Linked DNA regions of Macaca mulatta: region 2 is linked to region 1. The links are chromatin contacts, called in public Hi-C maps. All regions are on one chromosome and are shown on one strand. Each heading gives the region's core, a stretch centred on a gene start, on an enhancer-like site or on the middle of the called end of the contact. The rest is flanking DNA. Distances are from core to core; before and after follow the strand shown.

Region 1 (6,586 bases), core at 1,137-3,636:
AACAGGCGAAGGACGTACTTACCACCTGTGGCAAGGAAACACACCTTCCCCAAGAAGAAGCTGGCATCCACATGGCGCAGGGACTCCTCGGTGTTCTGGAGGCTGGGGTGGCCAGGCCAGAGTGAGAGAACACACCAGAGAACAAAACTTTACAACAGAGAAGGCAGAAGCCCTTGCTTCTCTGATCCTAGAGGCCAGAGAATGACAAGAGGGTGACATTCTCTGGAGAAATACTTTGTCCTTTTTTTGGGGGGGGGATGGAGTTTCACTGTCACCCAGGCTGGAATGCAGTAGTGCGATCTTGGCTCACTGCAATGTCCACCTCCTAGGTTCAAGTGATTCTCCTGCCTCAGCCTCCTGAGTAGCTGGGATTACAGGTGCATGCCACCACGCTCAGCTAGTTTTTGTATTTTTAGTAGAGACACGGTTTGCCATGTTGGCCAGGCTAGTCTCAAACTCCTGACCTCAAGCGATCCACCGGTCTCGGTCTCCCAAAGTGGCATGAGCCACCATGCCCCATTATGTCCTTTAATGTTTTTTAAAAATAATTTCAACTTTTATTTTAGATTCAGGGGGTACATGTACAGGTTTATTACATGGGTATACCATGTGATGCTGAGGCTTGGGGTACAAATGATCCCATCACCCAGGTACTGAGCATAGGACCTAATAGTTTTTCAATCGTTGCCCCCTCCCTCCTTCCCTGCTCTAGTAGTCCCCAATGTCTATTGTTGCCATCTCTGTGTCCATGAGGACCCCATGTTTAGCCCCCACTTACAAGTGAGAACATGTAGTACTTGATTTTCTGCTCCTGTGTTAATTCACTTAGCATAATGGCCTCCAGCTGCATCCAGGTTGCTGCAAAGGTTATGCTTTCGTTCTTTATTATAGGTGGACTTTAATTTTTTTTTGAGACAGAGTCTCGCTTTGTTGCCCAGGCTGGAGTGCAGTGGCCCGATCTCGGCTCACTGCAACCTCCACCTCCTGGGTTCAAGCAATTCTGCCTCAGCCTCCCGAGTAGCTGAGACTACAGGCGCAAGCCACCACGCCCGGCTAATGTTTTGCATTTTAGTAGAGACGGGGTTTCACCGTGTTGCCCTGGCTGGTCTCAGGCAATCTGCCCACCTCGGCCTCCCAAAGTGCTGAGATTACAGGTGTGAGCCACTGTGCCTGGCCGTTGTCTTTTAAACACTGTGCACTGGCCACTGCCTCCTCTTTCCTCACCCTATAGGATTGACCTCAGACAGCCTCTCCCATCCTCACCACTTCCATCACAAGTTAGGTCACTCTCCCAGCACACTTCTGAGCCAGGCCTGCCTAAGCCCTGACTGCCCCTTCCTCTGGCTCTCACCTGTATTTGCTGTGAAGATTAACCACAAACACGATCAGGTCAATTCGTGGCCGATTCACACTGGAGGGCAAAGGGAGGGACTTTGCCAAGTGGCTGAAAAACAGGAAATTGCAGGACTCAAGATAAGCGTACCGCCTTCACAGCGACCGTTTAAATGGTGCCCTTCATGGGGAAAGAGGCCGTCAAGGGTTCCCCACCTCATCCTAGCCACCCGAGGCTCTTGCGGCCACAACTCCTTGGGCCAGCACAGAGGCAGGACTCGGCCGGTCCTATTCACATTACTCCTGTCTGATTCCCTCTGCCAGAAAGGGCCTCTGTTTAGTCACCACCTCGGCAAGGGGAGGTTGGGATATAAGACGGCATGGGCCTAGCCAGCTACGCTGCATGCTGGGAGAAGGACCAGCCTCAGAGGAGGGGGCGCTGGGCTTCGGGGTTTAGCAGCTAGGACTGAATCCCTCTGGAGTGAGAGACACGTGGGCCCAGGCCACAGCCGCGGCTACTTACACCTTCAGCTCGGAGGCGCAGTCCTCCTTGAGCATCGAGTCCGCCAGCTGCTGCAGAAGAGCATCCTCCGTGCCTACCAGCTGCGCAGGGAGAGAGAGCGGACCGTCGAGCCAGAGGCACAGCAACCCCTGGGGAGGGCCTGGCCCTTCGACCCACTCCCGGGGAGATCGGGCCGCCGCCAGCAGGCGGCTCCGAGGACATTTCCCGAGAAGTGGACCCCGCGATGCGGCACAGGCTGGGGTCCTGAGGTTTGGACCCGCTGCAGGCCTGTGGGCACCGCACTCTCTACTACCCGATCCTCGTTTAGACCGCCGGCCTCTCCAGGAAGCCAGACCCCCAGACGCGGAAAAACCAAATCCAGGCGCGGGAACCCGCTAATCAGAAGATGGGAAGGGCCCGCCGAGCACCTATTGGTGAGTGCGTCTCTCAACCTTAGAGAGCGGCTACTCCGATTGGTTCAAAGCGTGGCTCTCCGCCTTTTCCCCGTCCCGCTACGGTAGCGCTCACTGGCTCGGCGCCTTAGGGAGCTCAGTTGACCTAGTGGCTGAAGCGCCGCCCAGGAGGTAAAGGCCGGCGGGGGAAGCGGGGCCGCCGGCACCTACCAAGATGGTGGCCGTGTTCAGGCTGGGCAGTTTGTCCAGCGGCCTCAACACCGACATCACAGCCTCAAGGCCGACCGCCGCTCCTGCTGTGCGCGCCGATCTTTCAAACCGCCCTGAGTCCCGCCCCTAGAGCGCGGCCTGGGGGCACGTACCTCCTTATAGGCGGGGCTTCGCGGGACGGGACTGGGCCTCTTAAAGGAACCGAACGTTTATCTCCTTTTCTGAGGGGCATTCCAGCACCACCCGCGGAACACGTGGTGGACAGGCCTTTTGTTCCATGCTCCACAGTAAGCAGATTTGTAGTGATTTCTTTGTACACTTTCGTTCATTCATGCTCATACACAGTACTTTTTTTTTTTTTTTGAGACGGAGTCTCGCTCTGGGGCCCAGACAGGAGTGCAATGTGCGCGATTTCTGTTCACTACAACCTCTGCCTCCTGAGTTTAAGCGATTCTCCTGCCTCAGCCTCCAGAGGAGCTGGGATTACAGGCGTGCGTCACCACGCCTGATTTATTTTTGTATTTTTAGTAAAGATGGGATTTCCCCAGCTTGCCCAGGCTAGTCTCAAACTCCTGGCCTCAAGTGATCCTCGTGCCTCGGCCTCCTGAAGTGCTGAGATTACAGACGTGAGCCACCGTGCCTGGCCTTTTTTTTTTTTTTTTTTGAGTTGGAGTGTCACTCTGTTGCCCATGCTGGAGTATAGTGACATGATCATAGCTCACTACAGCTTCAAACTCCTGGGCTCAAGTAATCTTCCTGGCTTAGCCTCCTGAGTAGCTGGAACTACAGGCAAGTGCCACCAAGCGGATCTGGCCATGTTGCCCGGGCGGCTCTTAAACTACTGGCCTCAAGCAGTCCTGCTTCAGCCTCCTGAATAGCTGGGACTACCGATGCACATCAGCAGGCCCTGCCAATTTACTGCTTTTATAGCGAGTGGTGAGCATGCTGTTCTTTGTCGGGTGGGAGACTTTAGCTCATCTTTCAAGGTTCCTTGCTGCAAACGCAGCCTGGGTACAGAGCTGTCGGGGTCTTGCTTTCTTGGCATACCCAGCAAGAACATGCAGGGACGCCCAGGGCCCATTGCGAACTGGTTCTCCCAACAGTTATATAGTAACTTGTTAATTGTCTCTCCATCTAAAATGTAAGAAACAAGCAGTTAGAGACTTTGTCACTTTGTATGTCCAGCACTCTAAAAGTGCCTGGTATGTCATAGTTAATAAATATTTGTTGAGTGAATGGATGGATTACATTCATCCATTCATTCTCAGCAGTCATTTATTCATCATTTCCTATGCCCAGACGCAATGCCCGGCCCTGGGAAGACAGTTGAATCAGACATTATTCATTAACTTAGTGTGATGAGGATGGGATAGACAATGATGACAGTGTGCTCATTGTTGTAATATCTGGGAGAGCAGAGACACTGTCTAGCCTAAATCCTTCAAACTGCAGACTAAACTAACTATGTCTTGCTTGGAAAGATCAGGAAGTAAATGGCCCCGTAGAACCCTTGCCCTCAGCACAGATAGGGCTTTGATTCCTCATGGCATGGGATGTGGAGAGGACTTCCTGAAAATCAAGTAGTAGTAGGCACTATGACAAGAAAATAAAGCAAGCTGAACACCGTGGCTCACGCTTGTAACCCAGCACTTTGGGAGACTGAGGCGGGTGAATCACTTGAGTCTGGGAGTTTGAGGCCAGCCTAGGCAATATAGTGAGACCTCATCTCTGCAAAAAAAAATTTTAAATTAGCTGAGCAGGCTGGGCACGGTGGTTCACGCCTGTAATCCTAGCATTTTGGGAGGCTGAGGCAGGCGGATCACCTGACATCAGGAGTTCGAGACCAGCCTGACCAGCATGGAGAAACCCCGTCTGTACTACTAAAAATACAAAATTAGCGGGACGTGGTGGTGCATGCCTGTAATCCCAGCTACCTGGGAGGCTGTGGCAGGAGAATCGCTTGAACTCGGGAGGCAGAAGTTGCAGTGAGCTGAGATTGCACCATTGCACTCCAGCCTGGGCAACAAGAGTGAAACTCCATCTCAAAAATAATAATAATAGGCCGGGCGCGGTGGCTCACACCTGTAATTCCAGCACTTTGGGAGGCTGAGGCAGGCAGATCACAAGGTCAGGAGACTGAGACCATCCTGGCCAACATGGTGAAACCCTGTGTCTACTAAAAATACAAAAATTAACTGGGTGCGGTGGCTCATGCCTGTAATCCCAGCACTTTGGGAGGCCAAGGTGGGCAGATCACGAGGTCAGGAGTTCAAGATCAGCCTGGCCAACATGGTGAAACCCCATCTCTACTAAAAATACAAAAATTAGCTGGGCATGGTGGCACGTCCCTGTAATCCCAGCTACTTGGGAGGCTGAGGCAGGAGAATCGCTTGAACCCAGGAGGCGGAGGTTGCGGTAAGCCAAGACCGCGCTACTGCCCTCCAGCCTGGCCGCAGAGCGAGACTCTGTCTCAAAACAAAACAAAACAACAAAAAAGCAAAAATTAGCTGGGCGTGGAGGTGTGTGCCTGTAATCCTAGCTACTCGGAGGCTGAGGCAGGAAAATCGCTTGAACCAGGGAGTCAAGAGGTTGCAGTGGGCCAAGATGGCACTGGTGCACTCCAGCCTGGTGACAGAGCGAGGCTCCGTCTCAAAAAAAAAAAAAATAATAATAATTTTAAAAATTATTATAAATAAATAACATTAGCTGAGCATGGTGGTATGCACCTTTGGTTCCAATTACTCAGAAGGCTGAGGTGGGAGAATCACTTGAACCGGGGAGGCAGAGGTTGCAGTGAGCCCAGATCACGCCACTGCACTTCAGCCTGGGTGACAGAGTGAGACCCTGTCTCGAAAAAAAAAAAAAAAAAAGCGGGGCACAGTGGTTCTCGCCTGTAATCCCAGCACTCAGCACTTTGGGAGGCCAAGGCAGGTGGATCACCTGAGGTCAGGAGTTCAAGACCAGCCTGACTAACATGGTGAAACCCCGTCTCCACTGAAAATACAAAATTAGCCAGGTGTGGTGGCGCTTGCCTGCAATCCCAGCTACTTGGGAGGCTGAGGCAGCAGAATTGCTTGAACCTGGGAGGTGGAGGTTGCAGTGAGCTGAGATTATGCCAATGTACTCTGGCCTAGGCAACAAGAGTGAAACTCTATCACACACAAAAAAACAAAAAACAAACAAACAAATTAGCCGGGTGTGGTGGTGGTGGCAGGCGCCTGTAATCCCAGCTACTTGGGAGGCTGAGGCAGGAGAATTGCTTGAACCTGGGAGGTGTAGGTTGCAGTGAGCCGAGATTGCACCACTGCACTCCAGCATGGGCGACAGTGCGGGACTCCATCTCAAAAAAAAAAAAAAAAAGAAGGCCGGGCGTGGTGGCTCAAGCCTGTAATACCAGCACTTTGGGAGGCCGAGATGGGCGGATCACGAGGTCAGGAGATCAAGACCATCCTGGCTAACACGGTGAAACCCCGTCTCTACTAAAAAATACAAAAAAAAAAAAACTAGCTGGGCGAGGTGGCGGGCGCCTGTAGTCCCAGCTGCTTGGGAGGCTGAGGCAGGAGAATGGCGTAAACCCGGGAGGCGGAGCTTGCAGTGAGCTGAGATCTGGCCACTGCACTCCAGCCTGGGCTGCAGAGTGAGACTCCGTCTCAGGAAAAAAAAAAAAAAAAAAGAAGAAGAAGATGAACTAAAGCTGACTGGGAGAAGAGATGAATGGGAGGAGGCTATTTTAGAGCAGGGAGGCCTGCCTAAGGTGACATTTGAGCAGATGTCTGAATTCAGTGAGAGAGGAGCCCATTAAGTATGATGAAGAAGAGGCCTCAGGCAGAAGGCAGTGCAAGTGGAAAGCCCCTGAGGGGGAAGCACTTCCAAGGCGTAGCAAGGAGGCCGGTGGCTGTGGCAGGTGGAGTAAGAAGAACAGGGGAGGAGGTGAGGCCACGGAGGTGATTGAGCTCCCGGAGACTGAGGCCCTTAGAGAGTGGTGGGCTGGGAAAAGACTTTGGACTCTGGTGGGGACTTTTCAGGAGGGGCCGGGCTGAGACCCATTCAGTCAGTGTGTGCTGAGTGCCCGCCCTGGGGACCCTGGTCCCAAAGGAGCCAACCTGCTTCAGGGAGTTACCACTGGTAA
Region 2 (6,945 bases), core at 3,538-6,037, 120 kb before region 1:
CTTCTCAGTGATATGTGCCCTTCTCTGATGGTTCCTTGTTCATCCTATAGATTTACTGACTGCCTGCTGTATCAGAGCCAAAGAGAGGGGCCTGGTCTTACCTATCTCCTCATCTGCCCCTTCTGGCACCTCCTTCCTCCTGGGCTCTTCCCTCTAATACCTTCATCCTCTCTCCATCTTGGTTAATCCTGTCCTTTCCACCCTCAAATGGGCACCTTCAAAGAAACAAATAGAACTACTCCACTGGCTGCCTCTCTCCTTCCCTTTGCTGCCACTGTTGATTGTTATAGTCACTTGCTCCAGGAAGTCCACTTTCTGAGTCTTACTGCAGGCAGAGCCTACCCCCTCAGCTGTAAAGGCCCTAGGGCACATGTTTGTCCAGCCGCCTCTTGCAGCTGGGATTGTTACGTGACTATAGCTCTACCAACTGTATATACCACTGTGGGAGTCGTGCTGGTGGTCACAGGTACCAGGGGCAGCAGCAAAGGGGTGGTTCTAGTGCCAAGTCCAGTGACCAGTGCCAGGGATGCCCAGTGGTGGCAACAGTGGTGTTCTCAGTGTGATCTTGGACATTGCTCCTGTCTACTGAGCTGCTAGGCCCAGTCTTTGGAACCATCAGGGAGTCTGTGAGCTCCCTGATATCCTTTAAGCCAGCGTTTTCCAGCGATGGCACCATTAACGTTTGGGGCTAGATAATTGTTTGGGGTGTGTGTGTGAGGAGGGCTGTCCTGTGCATTGTAGGCTATTTTAGTAGCATCCCTGGCCTCTCCCTATGAGATGCCTGTAGCAGTCCCCCAGTTATGACAACCAAAAATGTTTCCAGACATTGCCAGATGTCCACTGGGAGGGAAAACCTCCCTGGTCCACAGCCCTTCTTATTCCAGTCCCACATCTTCCTCCCCTCCCCGTCACTGTCCTCAGAGAGATGCTGTTGACAACTCCTTGAGGTGATTCTCTCAGGCTTCTTGTTGTAGTTCCCTGCTGTCAAGCCTGAGCCTGCTGTCACTTCTGGATTCTTCTTTCCTCACCTGCCTCCATTTGCATGAAGTTTTTGTGGGGCTGTTTCTATTTTCTTCTTGGGCAGCCATACCCTCTAAGACTTAAAAGCTGAATACTTGCCCTGTTACTACCTGATAATTCTCATCACTTATGTTTCCAAAACCAAACTTATTATTTCCCTCTCTAACCCCATCTCTGTGTCAAACAGTGGAGTACATACTTTTGGTTAATCCAATTGGAAGGTTTCCTAGAGGAAGTAATATCTGAACTGAATCCTGAAAGATTGAGGGAAGAGGAAGGGTCAGAGGAAGTAAATGAAAAACCATATATAAAATTCTCTTCTGTGACCCGTAGCAGGTACCCAATCCATGGTAGATATGGAAACGTAGTATTTACCAGTCTCGTCCATCCCTTTTCCTTTTTTTTTTTTTTTTTGAGACAGAGTCTCACTCTATCGCCAGCCTGGAGTACAGTAGTGCAATCTCGGCTCACTGCAACCTCCACCTCCCAGGTTCAAGTGATTATCCTGCCTCAGCCTCCTGAGTAGCTAGGACTACAGGCGCTTGCCACTACGACCAGCTAAGTTTTGTATTTTCAGTAGAGATGGGGTTTCACCATGGTGACCAGGATGGTCTTGATCTCTTGACCTCATGATCCATCTGCCTCGGCCTCCTAAAGTGCTGGGATTATAGGTGTGAGCCACCGCGACCGGCTGTCCATCCCTCTTCAGATGAAGAGCTCAGGTCCTGAGGAGGGACTTGTCAAAAGCTGCTCTACATCTCAGAGCCAGCCCTTGTCCTCCTGCTAGTCAAAGCAAGGTACCACCTGGAAGAGATGTTCAGTTACGTGGGACCCAAGGCCAGAGGGAAAATACCAGTGTTTCCTGAGGTTCGGGTCCAGCCACTATTCTTCCACCATTTCTACTGAACCTTCACTTGTACCCCCTCAGTCCACTTGGCCAGGCATCACAGCCTCTGGGCAGGTTCACCAGTGAACTATGGGAACAGGTGCTGTGTGCCACCTCTGGAAGGGGTTACTGAGATTCTGGGTTGTGGGGGTGACCTGGGCCAGAGTGAGTTGTATGGGAGTTGTTGCTGAATCCCCCCAGAGTACCAGTCACACACTAGTGTGAGGGGCCTTGCAAGAGCCACTAGGCAGCACAGTTGAAGGTGGCACCTTCCTGCTCAGTGCTGGGTCCAGAGCACGGTTTAGTTTTCTGTGTCTTTCGGGGTGAGACTGGTGTATTCTATACTAGCCTCCCTGTGCGTAAACAATGACGAGAACAATCTTGTCTTGTTTTCCCAAAAAAAGACACTATTTCTCATTAGTTATACACATTCATTATAAAAGGTAATTTAAACAATACTGAAATGCCAGAAAGAAAGTAAAATTCACCCCAAATCTCACTACTCCTATAACAATGTCTGACAGCCAGCTGTTGGGTCTTCCATCCTTTTTAACCTTCGGGTGAGCACATAGATCCTTATTTTTTCTTCTTTTTCTTTCTTTCTCTCTCTCTCTCCCCCGCCCCCCGCCTTTTCTTTTCTTTTTCTTTCTTTTTTTTTTTTTTTTTTTGAGACAGAGTCTTGCTCTGTCTCCCAGGCTGGAATGCAGTGACATGATGTCAGCATTCTGCAGCCTCTTTCTCCCAGGTTCCAGTGATTCTCCTACCGGGTAGCTGGGATTACAGGCATGCGCCACCACACCCAGCTGATTTTTGTATTTTTAGTAGAGACGGGGTTTCACCATGTTGGTCAGGCTGATCTCGAACTCCTGACCTCAAATGATTTGCCCACCTCGGCCTCCCAAAGTGCTGGGATTACCGGCGTGAGCCACCATGCCTGGCCAGATCCTTATTTTTTCAATTGCCATACAGCAGCATGCAAGGCAATTACTGTATGCCAAAGCTTAAGCTGAGAGCTGGCTACCAGGAGCTCCTCCTGCCTCGAGGCCTTTATCCATGCCATCATTTCCCCTTTGGCTGTAACAGCTGCAGTTCTCTCATAATTTTAGGTTTCATCTTAAATGTCACTTCTTCAGTCTTCTTGACAGCACAAGTCAGGTCCCTTGTTAGTTTCATCACCTCCATTACCTTTCCTTGATCACTTGTACCATCATCTGTAATTTATTTTTATGTTTAATATGGGTGTGGGATTTCTGTTTTTTGTTTTTTGTTTTTTTGTTTGTTTGTTTTGCTAGACTGGAAGCTCTCAGAGGGCAGGACACATTCTTTTCCCTGCCACAGAGATGGTCAATAAATATTGTCAATTGAATGTGCAAATAATCTCACTTAACCACAGCTATGAGGGATACTATTTTATCCCCATTTTAGAGATGACAAAACTGAGGCTTAGAACAATTAAACAGCCCAAGGACACACAGTGAATTAGTGGATCCACGTGTCTGCCTCCACACAGCCTGTGTGTTCTTAATTATTGATCACTAAGCAACAGCTGCCTCTCACAAACTAGCAGGAAACTTACTTTTCCCTTTTATCAATATATTGTGAACGCCTCTTCTTGCCAATAAATATACATTTGTGTGCATAATTTTTAATGATCCCTTAGTATTCCATCGTGTGGATGTAATTTACATATTCATTTCCTTATTCTCACCTCTTCCTAGTTACAGTGCTGCTTTTTTTCTTTGAGACGGAGTCTCACTCTGTTGCCCAGGCGATCTCGGCTCACTGCAAGCTCCGCCTCCCAGGTTCACGCCATTCTCCTGCCTCAGCCTCCCGAGTAGCTGGGACTACAGGCGCCCGCCATCACCCCGGCTAATTTTTTGTATTTTTAGTAGAGACGGGGTTTCACCGTGTTAGCCAGGATGGTTTCGATCTCCTGACCTAGTGATCCGCCCGCCTCGGCCTCCCAAAGTGCTGGGATTACAGGCGTGAGCCACGGCGCCCGGCCTACAGCATTTCTTTAAGCACTTGTAATTTTTATTCCTTAGGCTAAATTCCTAGAAGTTTACAACACGACCAGCTGCGAGACGGGGCAGTGAGGTGCTTCAAGAAGTGGAAATTCGTGGGTGGGCTGCGCTTCAGAATCCTGGTGGAACTTTTTCAAAAAACTCATGCCCGGGGCCCCCCCCTCTCAGGAGGCCGGCGGCGGGCCTGGGCACTGGCGTGGTTTTCAGGTCCTCAGTGGTTCCAAGGTGCCAGGGATTGAGGACCACTGGAGAAAGCGCGAGGTCACGGCGGGTGCAAAGCAGAAGACGTAAAATCCTGACCGCCCTGGGACAATTCGCAACCCTGTCAGCCTCCGTGCCCGCCTTTGTAAGGGGGCTGGGAGAAGCGGGACTTGGATGACCCGGACTCCGGTCCCGAGCGCCGGGGGGCCAGGTTTGACTCCGCCGGTTTTCTCAGGCGGTCAGGGCGCGGGGAGGCAGCTGGGAAGATGACGTAATGTGCTCCCAGCCAGGGCTGGAGGCGGCCAGCGGTCGCAGGTGGAGGGTGGCCTGTTAACCCTTCACTCCCAGGCCAGTGAACGGACTTGCGTGTGGCGCAGATCCAACGGAGAAGGCAGCGGCTCCTTTAAACAAGGCGGAGAAGGTTAAGATGATGACCGGGCGGCTACTCCGGGCATTCGCTCCGAGGCCGCGAGGGGAGGAACCTCACTATGCAAATCTGAGCTGCTGATCGATGACGCGCCATCACCCCACGCGCCGCCTCGCGCGCCCATTGGCTGAGATGAGCCTGGTCCCATTGACAACAAACAGGGGGGCGCGCGGCCTGGAGGCGGGGCCGCAGGGGGCGCGGGATGGGGCGGGGGAATCCCGCCCCGCCCTTTTCGTGCGGCGCCCGGGCGCAACGCAAACATGGCGGCGGGTGGCACCCGCCGGTGAGGCGGTACCGGGCGGGGGTTGTCGGGTGTCATGGGCGGCGGCGACGGCACCGCCCCCGCGTCTCCCTGAGCGGGACGGCAGGGGGGCTTCTGCGCTGAGCCGGGCGATGGACGAGAGCGGCGAGCTGGGCGGTCTGGAGACCATGGAGACCCTCACGGAGCTGGGCGACGAGCTGACCCTGGGGGACATCGACGGTGAGTGGTTGGTGGGTGGGTGGGAGTGCGGGGGCCGCGCGGGGAGGAAGGGGTTACGGCGGCGCGCCCGGGTGCGCGTGCGCCCACCCCCAGACAGCCCCGGCTCGCGCGGGAAGAACCCAGTGCGCACTGTCCCCCCGGCGGTCCCCAACCCTTCCGGCGCTGCGAGCTTGAGCCCTGCCCAGCCGCGCCGCTCCGGGAGGCCGTGGGATCTGGGGCGCCGCGGGGCCGAAAGCGGCGCGAGGGTCACGGGTTCCAGAGCACGGGGCCAGGGACGTCGCGGGGGCGTCTCAGGGAGCGGCCTAAGGAGAGCGCGTGGCTGCCGCCTCCCTCGCGCGCCCACACGCGCTTTGCGTGGTCCGCTGTCCCGCCGCCCGCGACCGTGCGTCGCACCTGTCACTCCCTGCCCGGACGCGGGGGCGGCTTTGGGATTCCCGGGGCCCAGCCCCCAGTCTCGGCGCCCCGAATCCCTGGGCTTCTCGGAATTGATCGACGGCCAGGTCGCCGGGTGCTCCGCGAAACTTTGGGCAGCGACTGCAGAAGCAAGTTGCTGATGAAGAGAGCAGTGGCGGCGGCATGTGGACACATCTCTCCGGGATGGAGAGCCGGGCGCTCCTGCTGTCACGCTGCAAAGGGAATTGAGCAGAAGGAATTTTGAGTTGTGGCCCCTCGGGTACGGGCTGGGGAGCGGGTGGCCTTTGTTCCGGCGCCTTAACAGCGGAGTGGAAGAGCTGGTAGGAGCCCAGGGATCCTCTCTTAAAATACTCATTTTGCGACCACGGGAACCACGATTTAGAGAGGGTCAGCGGCTTGCTCAAGGTCACCCGGCTGGTTAGAGCCTAGTTCTTGCAGTTCCTGGGCCAGTATTGGTTTTTCCATACCCCTCCTTTCAGGAAAGAGTCCAGTTGACTAGGCTAGTAATCTTACTAACTCGATAATTGCACTCTTATGTTCTAGGCCCCAAAATACTTTGTATTATTTCACTTCTTCCTCACAACAATCCTGTGAGATATTCTTATTACCCCTATTTTAATACGGTAATTAAAGAAGCTGAGGCCAGGAGATATTGACTTATCTAAGGCCACTCACCTTAGAGAGCTTAGGCAGAAACACAGGTGCATTGTACTTTTCAGTTTTCAGCATGATTTCATGTCCAGGATCTCACTACAGCCTTGCAGGCATGTATGATGGCTACATCCCCATTGTGCAGATGAAGAAACAGAAGCAGCAGAAGATCCTCTTTTGGGGGAAGAGATAAATGCAGCAGCTAATTGAAAAGAATCTGTTTGCCATTTTCCCATTTTGCTTTTGTAATATTTCTCCCCTTCGTTTGTCCTTGCTTTCCATTTTGGTCATGTGGGCAGTGTGGTAAGACTCTTAATTGAAGCCCCAGTTCTAACCACAGACTCTTTACTAAGTGCTCCTAAATACAGAAATGGGTTAACAAATGGGGGGTGGGGTAGGTGGGGGTTGGGAATATAGCAAGGGCAGCTAACATGTTTTGAGAACTTACGTGCCAGACGGTGTTAAACACTTATACATGTTAATGTTCTCAATCCTCATAACAACCCTGTCAGGTAGAGAGAACTGTTATACTAGTCATCTCCCTCTCACAGAACCTGAAAGTGAGTCCCAGGGTGGTTCATTAATTTACTGAAGATTACAGAGCCAGTAGAAAGTACTGTATGTCTATAGCTGCCTACCCACGGGCACAGAAAGAAATTCATATGCATTTTGCATTCCTATTCCATGATCAGTTCCTACTTGTCTTATTTTATTTATCTAACTTTTAAATTTTACTTTTTATTTAGTTATTTTTTGAGACAGGGTCTCATTCTGTCACCCAGGCTGGAATGCAGTGGCACAATCACAGCTCACTGCAGCCTTGACCTTCTGGGCTCAAGCG

What was found. A called contact is a pair of places that touch in the nucleus more often than the background predicts.
Region 2: a contact with region 1 is called in a Hi-C map of blood, with 4 times the contacts expected there. The contact joins the promoter of SREBF2 here to the promoter of SMIM45 in region 1. A contact is called at or near these places in 7 of 14 Hi-C or Micro-C datasets (CD4 T cells, blood, cortical neurons and 3 more).

What each region holds. Positions count from the first base shown.
Region 1 is chr10:9,549,398-9,555,983 of T2T-MMU8v2.0, reverse strand. It overlaps SMIM45 (small integral membrane protein 45), which reads left to right and starts at 2,386. Exons shown (of 2, transcript XM_077949549.1): 1 at 2,386-3,246. CENPM (centromere protein M) reads right to left here and starts at 2,577. Exons shown (of 6, transcript NM_001194334.2): 1 at 2,458-2,577; 2 at 1,856-1,935; 3 at 1,352-1,444; 4 at 23-102. The coding sequence starts at 2,514.
Region 2 is chr10:9,672,438-9,679,382 of T2T-MMU8v2.0, reverse strand. SREBF2 (sterol regulatory element binding transcription factor 2) reads left to right here and starts at 4,787. Exons shown (of 19, transcript XR_013398949.1): 1 at 4,787-5,039. It also overlaps a transcript of CCDC134 not described here.